Linked DNA regions of Mus musculus: region 2 is linked to region 1. The links are chromatin contacts, called in public Hi-C maps. All regions are on one chromosome and are shown on one strand. Each heading gives the region's core, a stretch centred on a gene start, on an enhancer-like site or on the middle of the called end of the contact. The rest is flanking DNA. Distances are from core to core; before and after follow the strand shown. Region 1 holds the start of Vav2 (vav 2 oncogene). Region 2 holds the start of Snhg7 (small nucleolar RNA host gene 7).

Region 1 (6,215 bases), core at 3,157-5,656:
ACAAACAAACAAACAGGCACTAAAGGCCACAAGTGGTGTGACTGCAGCTATATGAAGTGTCTATGATAAGTATATCCAAAGCAAATTCAAAGGTAACTGACAGAGGGGCTGCAGAGATGACTCAGAGCTTAAGAGTGCTGGCTGGTCTTGCAGAGGACCTGGGTTCAAATCCCACCACCCACATAAACTGTCTGGAGTGCCAATTTCAGGGGATCTGGTCCCTTCAAACACACATGCAGAGAAAACACCAATGCACATTTATAAAATAAAACCCCAAAAAACAAAAAAAAACCAACAACTTTGTTTGAAAAAAGGGGGCTTGCCAGAGCAGTAGGTGGGTAGAGGTTGGGGGCTACATTTAAGGGATGCAAATCTCTTCTTGGGTGACAAATACTGGTTGGGACACTTGTTTGTGTCCTATTAGGGAGGTATTGGAGCAGGTGGGGTTGGCACATTCCTTTGGCTGTGCGTCTTTGAGGTGACATGGCTGGAGGTGAGTGGAAGGACCCAGTGTCCTCTGGGTTGGAAGAAAGGTTTCAGGCTCTGATGAGGGTGGGAAGCAGCATGACAGGTTTTTCACAGCTGTGCTCGTCACACTGTGGGTATCAACTTCATTTTACTAAGAGCCAACATTTCCAGCAGCCACCGTGGTCCGCTGAGCCTGTCTGGAAACATGCTTAGTGCTTGTTATTCATATGCAGCCAAAGGGGGTGCAACTGGACCAGCTCCATTTACCTAGTATCCGGGTGGCTTGTGGCTTTGTGATGAGGGCTCCTGTGGAAATCAGAGCCACCCCAACTCTGCCTCTAAGCCTCATGCGGAGAGCTGAACAGTGTCCTGGCCCCAGTGCTCTCTGATAGGGTCTTCTCAGAAGCCTCTAAAGCCTCAGGACAGGTCTCAGGGGAGCTGTCCTCAGGTTTGCACAGTCATCGGCAGGTGCCCAAGTCACGACTGTGTCACAGCAAGATTTCAGAGACCTCAGTGAAGTGGTCAGTCTCTAGACTGTGGCCTTTGGCTTAAATTTGAATTTGAAGCAACAAGCAGTGAAAAGTCTCCATTTTGTCTTTTCAAAGGAAAAGCAAGAGCGCCCACACCCATCACCCAGCAAGGCAAGGCGTGCTCCGTCTCTAGGGCGGGCCAGATGGTCTTTCCCTACACCTATAATTTCCTGGGAAATTGTGACAGCTGAATTTGCCTGATGGAGCTCCAAATGGAATTTGCAAAATGTGTGTTCATGTGGGTTGGATGTGAGAAGAAATCCCTCACTCCACCAAAACATCCACTTCCCCTTCTCCGGAAAGGAAGCCAGGGCGCAGTCAGTATGGTCCAGTTGGTAGGTTGCGTGGGTGGATGCAGGTAATAAGTGGGTGGGTAGGAGTGGGGCAGGTAGTGATGGACAGGTGGGAGGCTGGCCTGAGCCATGTGAAAGGAAAGACAGAGGGAAGGGACACGGGAGGGCTGAGCAGGGGAATGAAGGACTAAGTAGATCAGAGGCTAAGTATCCAAAGGGCCAGGTAGATGGATTGAGGGACCAGTAAAAAGATGTAAAAAAAGGTTCAGGGCTGTAGACCAGGTGGTAGAGAAAAGGAAGGCCAATGCTGGTATTCCTTTGAATTCGAAGCCTTGCTGGACCCTGTGAGCGAGAGACCTTCGATGGTGGCCTTTTTGATGAAAAGCACAGAGAGCATGCAATGTGTCTGGGTGTTTGTTGGGGACACATGAACCAAGAGTCAAAATGACTGGTCTGGAGGGGAGGCCCTCAGTTTCTGGGACAGTCCAGTGTCTGTAGATGCTTTCTCTGAGGCAGCTGTGTGCTCAGAGGTACTTGCGATCTGGTCAGAGACCTGTCCTGGCGTTGCCAGGTGACCAGTGTTTCACCGTGGGGGTCGTTGGGACACTGCAGGAGCCCTGGAGGGCAGAGACAGGTTGTGTTCTGTGATTTCTCTCCTGCTGACACCTAAGCCTTACGGTCAGGTCAGCCTGGAGTAAAAACAAACAGCTCTGCTGGGAGCAATGGGAAAATGGACTCCATGTTGAGAACCTAGTTCAAATCCATTTTCTGCTAGCCAGAGTCTTGGTCAAGTCTCTCTCTGGTAGAAGAATTCTAGGCAGATAAACTGGAAGTGCAAAAAACTAGGAGCGGCATAGAAGATGCAGCCAGAGAAGGAAGCTGTGTCATAGGGGGTTTGCACGGCAGAGATTCTGCCATTTTTTTTTTCCTTTTTCCTTTCCTTTAAGACAGTGGTTCTCAACCTTCTTAATGCTGTGACCCTTTGTTTCTTTTCTTTTCTTTCTTTCTCTTTTTTCTTTTTGTTTTTTCGAGACAGGGTTTCTCTGTGTAGCCCTGGCTGTCCTGGAACTCACTTTGTAGACCAGGCTGGCCTCGAACTCAGAAATCCGCCTGCCTCTACCTCCCGAGTGCTGGGATTAAAGGAGTGCGCCACCACACCCGGCTTGCTGTGACCCTTTAATACAACTGTATTGAACACAACCTCATGTTGTGGTGACCTCTAACCATAACATTATTTTTCACTGCAATTATATTATGTTACATCAAAACTAATTTTTGTTACTGTTATGATTCATGATGTAAATATCCGTGTCTTTGAATGGTCTTAGGCAACCTAGCCCCAAGGGGTCCAGACCCACAGGTTGAGAATCGCTGCTGTAAGGGCTAGAGATGGGGCCTCATGCTTGTCAAACAGTGTTCTTTTAAAGAGCCCTAGGCCTAAAGATTTTATCTTTAGAGAGCTGAGTACCACAAAGGGCTTGTTTTGTGCTGTCACAGAGTGACAGGGTTGCATCTAGATTTGGTTCGGTCCTTGCTGGCTGTGGAGGGCAGACTGAAAGGCAAGGTAGAAGCGGGCTGCTGAGGAACCCAAGGGGAGGAACATAGACCTTGGTGGTGGCAGAGCTGGCAGTGCTCAGAATCTGAAACTTGCTGGCAAATTAGAAGTGGGGAGTTAACATCAGAGTCCATAAAAGAATACGCTGTAGCTGACCAGCTCATGACTGGGAAGACAGAGATGTTTAGTTCCGTTATGATGTAGAACTGCCTCTGGACGAGGCCTGGCTCTCCATAGCCATGCTTGCCCCTATCCCGTAAGAGCTCCCAGGAGACCTGCTACCCCTTTCCAGGGGCATTCTTCTCTGAAGCCTCGTGCATGGTTAGTTGGTGGCCCACTTCCCACATCCCAGACATGTGGCTGGGGTTGACAGTTCCTACCTCAGGGTTTCGTCTGCTCAGTTCACTGCAGAGCTCTGGTATTCAGCACAAGTGGCTTTCAGTGGTGCTCATGACCAAAGTGGGGAGGTACACTTCTCTTGGACACTTCCAGAGGGCAATCCTGGTGAACAGTTCTGGGCTGAGAGAATGGGTGAGGAGAAAGATCCCCTTTACCAGTCCTCCGCATGTTTGTTTTGAGCTCGTGAACTCTGACCTACACATGCACAACAGACACCTGGAATACTTCCCACCCAGCTTTTCTTCATTCATCCTTTCTATTATTTCCGAGATGAGTGATGTCCCCACTAGCCAGATAAGGAATTGGGTACCAGAGAGTTCTGCTGGTGCCAGGAGGCCTGGATCTTCTGACTTGGAGGACTGACATGCTAACTCCACTATATGCTCTGCACTACAGCCCCTCAAAGACAGACAGACCCCTCTTTTGTAGCATCTAGGCTGTCAGCTGATGCCATTGCCCTCAAGACCACCAGGGGGCAGCAGACGAACGCTTGATTGGATGGCAAAATTCGTTTGTCCTAGACCTGGTCTTAGCTTCTGATGAGGCAGGAAGGCTGGAGTGCTGGGAGCACAGAGGCCTCTTTTCTGTGAGAGAGCTCCCTGGGTACACACGCCAAGGCATGAATGCAGCAGCATTTAGCAGGGTGCTTTGCTTTCAGCTTTGCAATCTCCTTTCTTTCCTTCTTTCTTTTTCCTCCCTTTGGTGCAGGGTGTTGAATGACTCTTAGGGAGATGCTGGAGGGTCTGCCTGTAGCCCTGTGCTTTGGACGATTTAACCCCCAGTCCGCAGGAGGTCCTTCCCCTGAAGCTATTCAGAGGTGAAGTAGAGGGGCTGAAGGCTCTACCTGGCTTCTCTGCCGGATCTCTAGGATTAGGGTTCATGCTTCCTCCTTAGGTGGGGCAGGTGATGGGACTTCCTGCAGAGAGAGGCCTTTCTGGGAGGGACTTCCCTGGGTGCAGGGGACAGATCTGTCATCCTTCCCTGGCCCAGGTAAACTGAGAGAGGCAGGGGCTGACAGAACACCGCCCACAAAAGCTCGGCTCTTGGAAACTGGTCACTTTCCTCTCTTCTAGCTCCCTTTCATGACACCAGTCTCATAGAAGACTTGGCTTTGTGGGGTTCCCTTCTTCTTTACCAAGAACCCACAGCTCCTGATACTGTCCAGAGCAAATTAATTTTAATCACAAAAATCAGTTATTTATGCTTTTGAAGTCCCTCCCACTGTCACAATGTCCTCAGGACACAACACGGTCTATCTCTCCAGCACCTCCCACTAGACAATCAAGGGGGCTGAAAGTGAAGGATTTTTTTCCCCCTCTCTCCGTTATTGTGGAGGCGGAGTGTCTTGCGGACCCTGGCAAGGACAGAGGACTGGAAGAGGCCATAGGGGCGTAGGGTGTGTAGGCCAGCCTGGTTCGCGTTCTGGGGTCTATCTTTGCCGAAAGACCCTGCAAGGGCACCCAGCGTTACCGCGGTCATCTTCTAGTCTCTTCTGCCGTGCGGCGGCCTCATCGCACCGCAAGAAAGACCTCCAGCCTCCACGTGCACCTAGGGAAAGTCGTGGGCGGGGAGCCTGCTCAGGAGCCCCGCCTTCCTCAACTTTCGCTGGCGGCCCAGGGGCAGGAAGTGGGAGGACGGGTTGGAGGCGGTGCTTGGGTCTCCGGGGAGGTGCCGGGTGAAGGTGCCAGCTCCGCCCCCGGCCCCGCCCGGCCGTGGCCGCGCCCCCTGCACCCCCAGCGCCTAGGAGCCGCGGAGCCTCGGAGTCCCAGTGCCCCGCGAGTGGCGTAGAGCCCGCGGGCCCGGCGAACAAAGCGACGGTGGAGCGAGCAGCTCAGGCGCCGGACGCAGGGAGCGAGCGACCCGCTGCGCCTTTGTCTCGGGTGGGGCAGGAGCGGTGGCCGAAGCGGGGCGCCCGGAGCTCAGAATGCGGCGCCCAGAGGGGCGGATCGAGAAGCGCTGCGACTGCAGGAGGCGTGGAGCCCCGGCCGGAGCACGAGCGGACTTGTGTGTGTGAAAGAGGGACCCCGCACGCTGCCCCGCGAGCGCCGGTTGGCCGCACGTGGGCGGGAGCGGCGGCCGGCTAGTAGCCCGAAGAGGAGGAGGAGGAAGAGGAGGGCCGTGCGGCCGCGCAGCGGGGACCCGGGGCCGCCTGCGCGAAGCCCCGCCCCGGCGGCCGAGCCCCGCGCGGGCGGGCGGGATGCCCCGCGGTCACCGCACTTTGGCCGGAGCGCTACCCTGAGCCAGCTGGCCAGCGGCCGCAGCGGCGAGCGCACAGGCGCCGCGGGCGCCATGGAGCAGTGGCGGCAATGCGGCCGCTGGCTCATCGACTGCAAGGTCCTGCCGCCCAACCACCGCGTCGTGTGGCCCTCGGCGGTGGTCTTCGACCTGGCGCAGGCGCTGCGCGACGGCGTCCTTCTGTGCCAGCTGCTGCACAACCTCTCCCCCGGTTCCATCGACCTTAAGGACATCAACTTCCGGCCGCAGATGTCCCAGGTGAGGGTCCCGGCACTGCAGGAGGGACTCGGGTGTGCGATCTGAGGGGCGCATTGACTGGAGCGTGGGCCGCGGGAGGCCCAGGTTCTCTGGCCGGAGCTTCTGGCTCAGGGGTCAGTGCAGAGCAGGTCACATCCCGGTCTCCTCTTCCCGCTCTAGAGAGCGGCGGTCCCCGAAGGCGCGAAGTTGGCTAAAGTCCCCCAGTCTAGGGCGCGCTACCACCGCCGCGGGAACGGTTTGTGTGCGCCGGCTCCCCAGTCTACGGCTGCCTGGTGGAGGGCGACTCCAGCCTCGGTGTAACGCCCAGCACTGCAGTGTTGCGTCTAGGCCCGGGTCCCCGAGTGTCCCTTCCAACCGGGTGCGTGCCACGCTGGGGGTCACGTCCCCGGCTGCGTGCCAGACGACCGGAGCCCATGGAGGTTGAGTTGGAGCCGTTGAAGGATGAGGTGGAGTGGTGGCTACTGTTACCCGCAGCTC
Region 2 (5,908 bases), core at 2,599-5,098, 790 kb after region 1:
TGGTGACTTCAGGAAGTGCAGGAGAGGCTCCCCAGGAGTAGAATGAAGCAAACCAGACTTCTGTTTTTCTAAACATGGGCCTAGTCCATGTCTGTCCCCAGGAGTCCATGCTAAAAGACAAAGAGTGGAGCTCACCCATGAGCAGCAGCAGCTGGTAGTACTGATAGTTCATGTTGCCCCTGAAGTAGGCAATGGCAGACTCCTTCCCAGGCAGGAAATGGATGTAGATGACATGCCTCCACCCTGTGGACAATACCTGTGATGTGAGAAGTCCATCTCCCCCTGGGCCTTTACTGAAATAAGAATTGGAACCCAGATACTCACCTGTGAGGAACATACCAGGGTCCTCTCCCTCATACAGAGGCAGCTTGTACTGAATACAGCCAATGGGTTTCCTAGAACACAGGGTCCAAGTATGGCTCTCCCCAGGGCACCTAGTTCTTCCCCATTCTTATTTCTGGGACCCATGCTGGCCTCTCCTGAAGCAAGCAATCCTGTGCAAGAGATCCTCTCACCCTATTCAGCATGGGCATAGACCACAGCAAGTTAGATCTCTGACCTCATGAAGAGGTCACCTGGTGTGTTGCCCAGGCAACACAGAAAATGCTGCATTCCTCAGTGACTACTAGAGGTGAGGCAGTCTGTGCTTAGTCACACTTAGAACTGTTTGGCAGCAGCAGCAGACATTACCTCCGCAGAGACCACTCACGTCAGGTTCATCCTGAACTCCAACTCATCAAGACTGTTTCTCTCAAAGGTGAAGGGAGGCAGCGGGTCTTTCCATCTCGACTCAGGAATAGGCAAGTCTCCTGCCCAGCACCTTATGTACCCCTTTCCCAAGATCTGCAGTTGGAGGTCACAAGTGCACACAGTTGCAGGGAGAAGGGAATCTGGAAGACGGTGGGTGAGAGGCAGGAGGAGAATGCAGTCAGGTCTCAGTGCAAGATGGAAGGGTCCGGGATGCCGGGATGTCAGGAGGAGTCCTGACCATGGCTGTCTCTCACCAACAGCAGCAGTAGGTAGAACCAAGCAGACAGGGCACAGGCGTCCTAGGAGAAACACTTCCTGGGAAGAGCCCTGACCACAGACCCTGCACAGGCATCCAGAGGGAACTGAGAAAGGTGATCTGGAGGACAGGTTGACCTTTCACTTCAGGGAGCTGAGCCGGAGGACAGGGCAGAATGGACATGGCTGAGGAGGTGACCTGAGAGAACCATGACTGTACCGACTGACCACGGTCTGCTTCACTGTCTACAGTCAAAGTGCTGAGGTGTGGCAAGGAACAGACTTCTCAGTTTCTCCTGAAATCATTAGGAAGTTGGCTCTGTCTCCCAGATACACAACAGTCACAGGGGCCTTACCCAGGATGAAATCTGAAATCAACTCATTGGAAGAATATAAGAAGTGTCTCTGAAGCACACACACACACACACACACACACACACACACACTGAGAGAAAGGAAGGAAGGAAGGAAGGAAGGAAGGAAGGAAGGAAGGAAGGAAGGAAGGAAGGAAGGCAGGCTATTCTTGGGAGTCCAGCTAGAGCCAGGACAGCGTCCATCTAGCAAGCCTCCCCTGTCCCCCAGCAGCCTCTTAGTCTCTAAGTGCACACAGTGAGAAGAAAGACATGACCATGGCCTGGAACACCTGCTCAAGCCCCACTCCCACCTGAGAAGATCCCACCAAGCACGTAAGAGAGGTATTTTTTTCAACATCACCTGTGGCTTCCATCTGCAGGCCTGAGACACACCCAGTCCAAGGTCTGAGCTTGGAAGCCAGTTGCTACCCTCAGTCCTCCCTCCCCAGGGCCATCACCTCCTCAGGACTGGCAGGAGTCAGAGGAGGCATCGTGGCTCGAACCACAGAGAGCAGGCCCAGCCCTGCAGTGAGTGTGAAAAGATGCATGGCCTCAGCTCAGCTCTGTGCTTCTAGCCTAGCAGCTCCTTGTGCTGCTGCTGCTGCCGCCACTGCTGCCACTGCTGCCACTGCCGCTGCCTCTGCCAGTGCCGGTGCCAGTGCTGCTGCTGCTGCCACTGCTGCCACTGCCGCAGCTGCTACCTCTGCTGAAGCTGCTACCTCTGCTGCTGCTCCAACTTTCTGACATGCAGAATTGCTCTGGAAGCAGAATCCTGCCTTCCACTATCCACACCAAAATCATTGTCCACACCCCTCTGTCCAGGAGATTGCAGTTTTGTTTGGATCAATGTGAATAGAGGAGCTAATTTGTGCAATTAACCTCATGACTGCCTCTGGCACTCGTTCTCGCTCTCTGCTTCCTGACTGTAGGGTCTGTGTGGTCAGCTGCCTCCTAGCCCTACTGCCATGCCTGCTGCCTCATGACGGTACTGTATTCCCTTGAACTATAAGCCAAATATTTCTTCCTTCTTTAAGTTGCTTTGGTCAGGGATCGGGACTGTTCATCTCAATTTGCAATTTGATAAGATCTAAAATCACCCATGAGGTGAACCTCTGGGTGTACGGGAGGGCTTATCTTGATTAGGTTAATTGAGATGGAAAGACCAACTCCTTCTGTGTGGCACCATTCTCTGGCCTAGCTCGGATCCTGGAGTATAGAAGGGGTTATCTGAGGACCAGCATTCATCACTCTCTAATCCTTGACCTGCCATGTGGGCCAGTTGCTTCAAGCCTACTGCTGTTACTTCCCTGTCATGCTAAACTGCAACCTCAAACTGCAGCCCAAACACTTTCTGCTTAACCTGCTTCTGTCTTGGTATTTTATCACAGCTACAGAAAAGGAAATTAAGACAGATCACTAAGACAAAAAGTGACTGGTAACAAGTCGTGAGGCTAAGATAAGAGCCCGCTCCTTAGTGAACCAGGTTTGATTTCTAGCATCCACATGACGACTCAAAACCATCTGTAACTCCAGTTTCAAGGCTTTGGGCCACGCATAACAGTTCACCCCTCAAAATCTAGTTGTTAGAAGTTAGGGGCAGGAGGATCAGAAGTTCAACTTATCTTCAACTACATAGCAAGTTTGAAGCCTAGGCTATATGAGACATCGTATCAAAAAACAGGAAGGAGGAAGGGAGAGAGGGAGGTGGGAAGGCAGACAGGCAGGCAATATAAGGGTTCAAGAACTTGGGACTATTAACAAGTGTGGCTGGGCTGGCCCACCAGTAAAAGAAGAGTGCTCAATGGTGTGTCCCCAGGCCCACAATTCACCCCATCACCTGGGAGCCCTCATCAGTTTCAGGACTTAAAAGACAAATCTGTACTTGTGCGGGACACAACACAGCAAGTAGTCAGAGTGTATTATTTGTCTTCCAGCACTGTCCTGAAGCAGAGGACAGCCAACCTTCTAAAAGCTGCTGTGTGCCTCAGATCCACAGACAACCCCACAGGCGGGGCTAGTTAGAAACATCTGGAATCCATGAACTCCCTGGAGCTCCCTCCTGACTCATCCCCAAAGCGTCCTTGTAAAAGAGGAAACAACTGGTCACCTCCTTGCCTCCTAAATTCTGGTTCGTCAGAGCTGGCCTTTCCTCTTTGCGTGGAAGCTTTAGTATCACTAAGAACAGGGAGAGCAAGGCTGCCCCCACCAAAAACGAGGAGTTTCGTAAGAAGGCGCAGGACTTCATGGGTCGTTTGAAAAGTCCTGTGAGCTTGGTAACACTCGAAATAAGTCTCTGAGTTCTGCTTGGAAAGGCAGGATCTAGGATCAAGCAGTACAGAGTCCCATGAGCCTCTAACCGACTGGGCTATGAGAAGCGCCGGCGAGGAGCGAAGGAGCCACTAGAGGGCGCGGCACTCGGAGGACAGTGAAAGTCCCTCGCGGGCTGCCGTAGTCAGTACTATAAAGGACGTGGCGTGGAGATGCTCGGCCTCTCGGCAGCCATGGCGGCTCTATGTTTGTATCGCCATTGTTACCGTTGGGACGCCGCGGATGACCCTATATACCCTTGGCCGGCTACCGGGAAGACTGCGTCTCCTGACGATCGTAACGAAGATGTACCGTGCTTTCCTTCTGAGAGTTTAGTCGCCCTAATATGTGCAGCAGGCTAACCGCGTGGTAAGGGGAAGGGCGTTCACGATGTGCCCGAGGGCCGGGTGGACTGCCCCCAGAAGTCCCGAGAAGGAAAGCCGAGGCTCCTGTCTGGACTAGTACAACGCAGAAGCCCCTGGTTGGGGCTCCAGACCGGTCTCCCTTTCGTAGGGCTAAGGAGCACCAGGGAAAGACTCTGTCTATATTTGCTGCATGCTGAATACCAACTTGAGATAACTCAGATGTGAGACAGTACTCTGTCTAGTGTAATGCCGCTGAGTTGGAGAGAAAGAAAAAGGGGTTTTATTTGTAAAAAGCCTAGCCGGGCGTGGTGGCGCACGCCTTTAATCCCAGCACTCGGGAGGCAGAGACAGGCGGATTTCTGAGTTCGAGGCCAGCCTGGTCTACAAAGTGAGTTCCAGGACAGCCAAGGCTATACAGAGAAACCCTGTCTCGAAAAACCAAACCAAAAAAAAAAAAAAAAAAAAAAGCCTTAGCAAGGACAAGCCATGTGGACCCATTGGAATAGGAATAAAATACAAGTCTAGTGCAGTCCCCCAAAGTGATCCTGATAGGGTGTGTGCAGAATGCTTTCTTCCTTTCCTTTCCCTAGGAAGCTTGCCTGCCAGAAAGAAAGCGCCTGTTGGGCTATTAGGTGAGTTGGGCTATTAGGTGAGTTGGGCTATTAGGTGAGTTGACTCAAAGTTACTAAGATTCGCATTAACAGTCACGGTGTGGCACCCAGCACTTGCTTCATCGACACCCTGCTCCTAGAGGCGTTGCAGGTGTGGCTGCTGTGTCACATGTGCGTCAGTAGGTGGCAGAGAGAAAAGAGGCTATGTCTACGCTCAGTGTTCTGCCCTGTGAACGTCTGAATGATTTGTAGCCTGACAACACTCCTGAAAGCTGGAGGTGGGATTGTCCCTCCTAGTTTTTGACTGGCTTAGGTCATTTGATGGCTCTGCATAAACCAAATAGAGGGGCTGGTGTGTAAAGAGGAAGTTTACAGAGAAATTGATCTGTTGGAAATCATGAAACCAGGTCCTGGGACACAGCGTTGTGGCACATGTTTCTCTTATCCACCAGCTTGGGTCAAGAGACTGTCTCAAAAACAACAGTGGGTGGAAGCAAGGATGTATCTGTCTTAGTCAGGGGTTTTATTGCTATGAAACACCATTACCAAAGAGCAAGTTGGGGAGGAAAGGGGTTATTCCGCACACACTTACACTGCTGCTTGTTGCCAAAGGAAGTCAAGGCGGAGACCATGAAAGGGTGCTGAGTGCTCCGCCTGTACCTGCATGCCATAGGAGGCCATCAGAGCCTGTTCTAGATGGTGGGGAGCTGGGAATTGAACTCAGCCGTCAGTGCTCTTAACCACCGAGCCAGACTCCAACCCCAACCAAGAGGTTGGGTTTCTCTATGGCCTGGGATTAAAGGTGTGTTCCACCACCAGCCCAGAGATGGCACCATTCACAATGGGCTAGGCCTTCCCCACTGTTCACTAATTGAGAAAATGCCTAACAGTTGGATCTCATGGGGGCATTTCCTAATGACTAACTTGTATCAAGTTGGCACAAAACCAGCCATTACAACCTCAAAGCCTCTCTTTGGGGAGATGAGTGGAGCTTATTACCTAATGCTCCAGCTACCTTGATGTGAGATGGCTTTTCAAACTGGGTATCTACTGGTTGCTAGCTGGTACGGGCTGGAGTGGAGCTCAGTGGTGCTCACTTGGCTGCACACAGGCCTGAGTCTCCATCCCTAGCACCATGGGCAAGTGAAACTGATAAGGGGAAAAGACGAAGTGCCTGATGGTAGGTCCATGCAGCACCGAGATTTCAGAATGAGGAAGCATGGTGGAGCATACAGCTAACAGTGACAGGGGGTGTCATAAAGCATAA

What was found. Hi-C and Micro-C count contacts between places; a contact is called where the count stands out from the background.
Region 2: a contact with region 1 is called in a Hi-C map of CD8 T cells, with 9 times the contacts expected there. The contact joins the promoter of Snhg7 here to the promoter of Vav2 in region 1. A contact is called at or near these places in 2 of 39 promoter capture datasets (embryonic stem cells and neural stem cells), 2 of 15 datasets of contacts at CTCF or cohesin (embryonic stem cells and large pre-B cells), 8 of 484 Hi-C or Micro-C datasets (B cells, CD8 T cells, the G1E-ER4 cell line and 3 more) and 8 of 115 datasets of contacts at active chromatin or transcription factors (craniofacial prominence, embryonic midbrain, embryonic stem cells and 5 more).

What each region holds. Positions count from the first base shown.
Region 1 is chr2:27,425,799-27,432,013 of GRCm38.p6, reverse strand. It overlaps Vav2 (vav 2 oncogene), which reads left to right and starts at 4,406. Exons shown (of 28, transcript NM_009500.2): 1 at 4,406-5,738. The coding sequence starts at 5,535.
Region 2 is chr2:26,638,184-26,644,091 of GRCm38.p6, reverse strand. Snhg7 (small nucleolar RNA host gene 7) reads left to right here and starts at 3,848. Exons shown (of 4, transcript NR_024068.2): 1 at 3,848-4,034; 2 at 4,621-4,662. Snora17 (small nucleolar RNA, H/ACA box 17) reads left to right here and starts at 4,771; the gene lies at 4,771-4,902. It overlaps Snhg7os (a long non-coding RNA gene), which reads right to left and starts at 1,971. Exons shown (of 4, transcript XR_003953776.1): 1 at 710-1,971; 2 at 325-395; 3 at 136-243.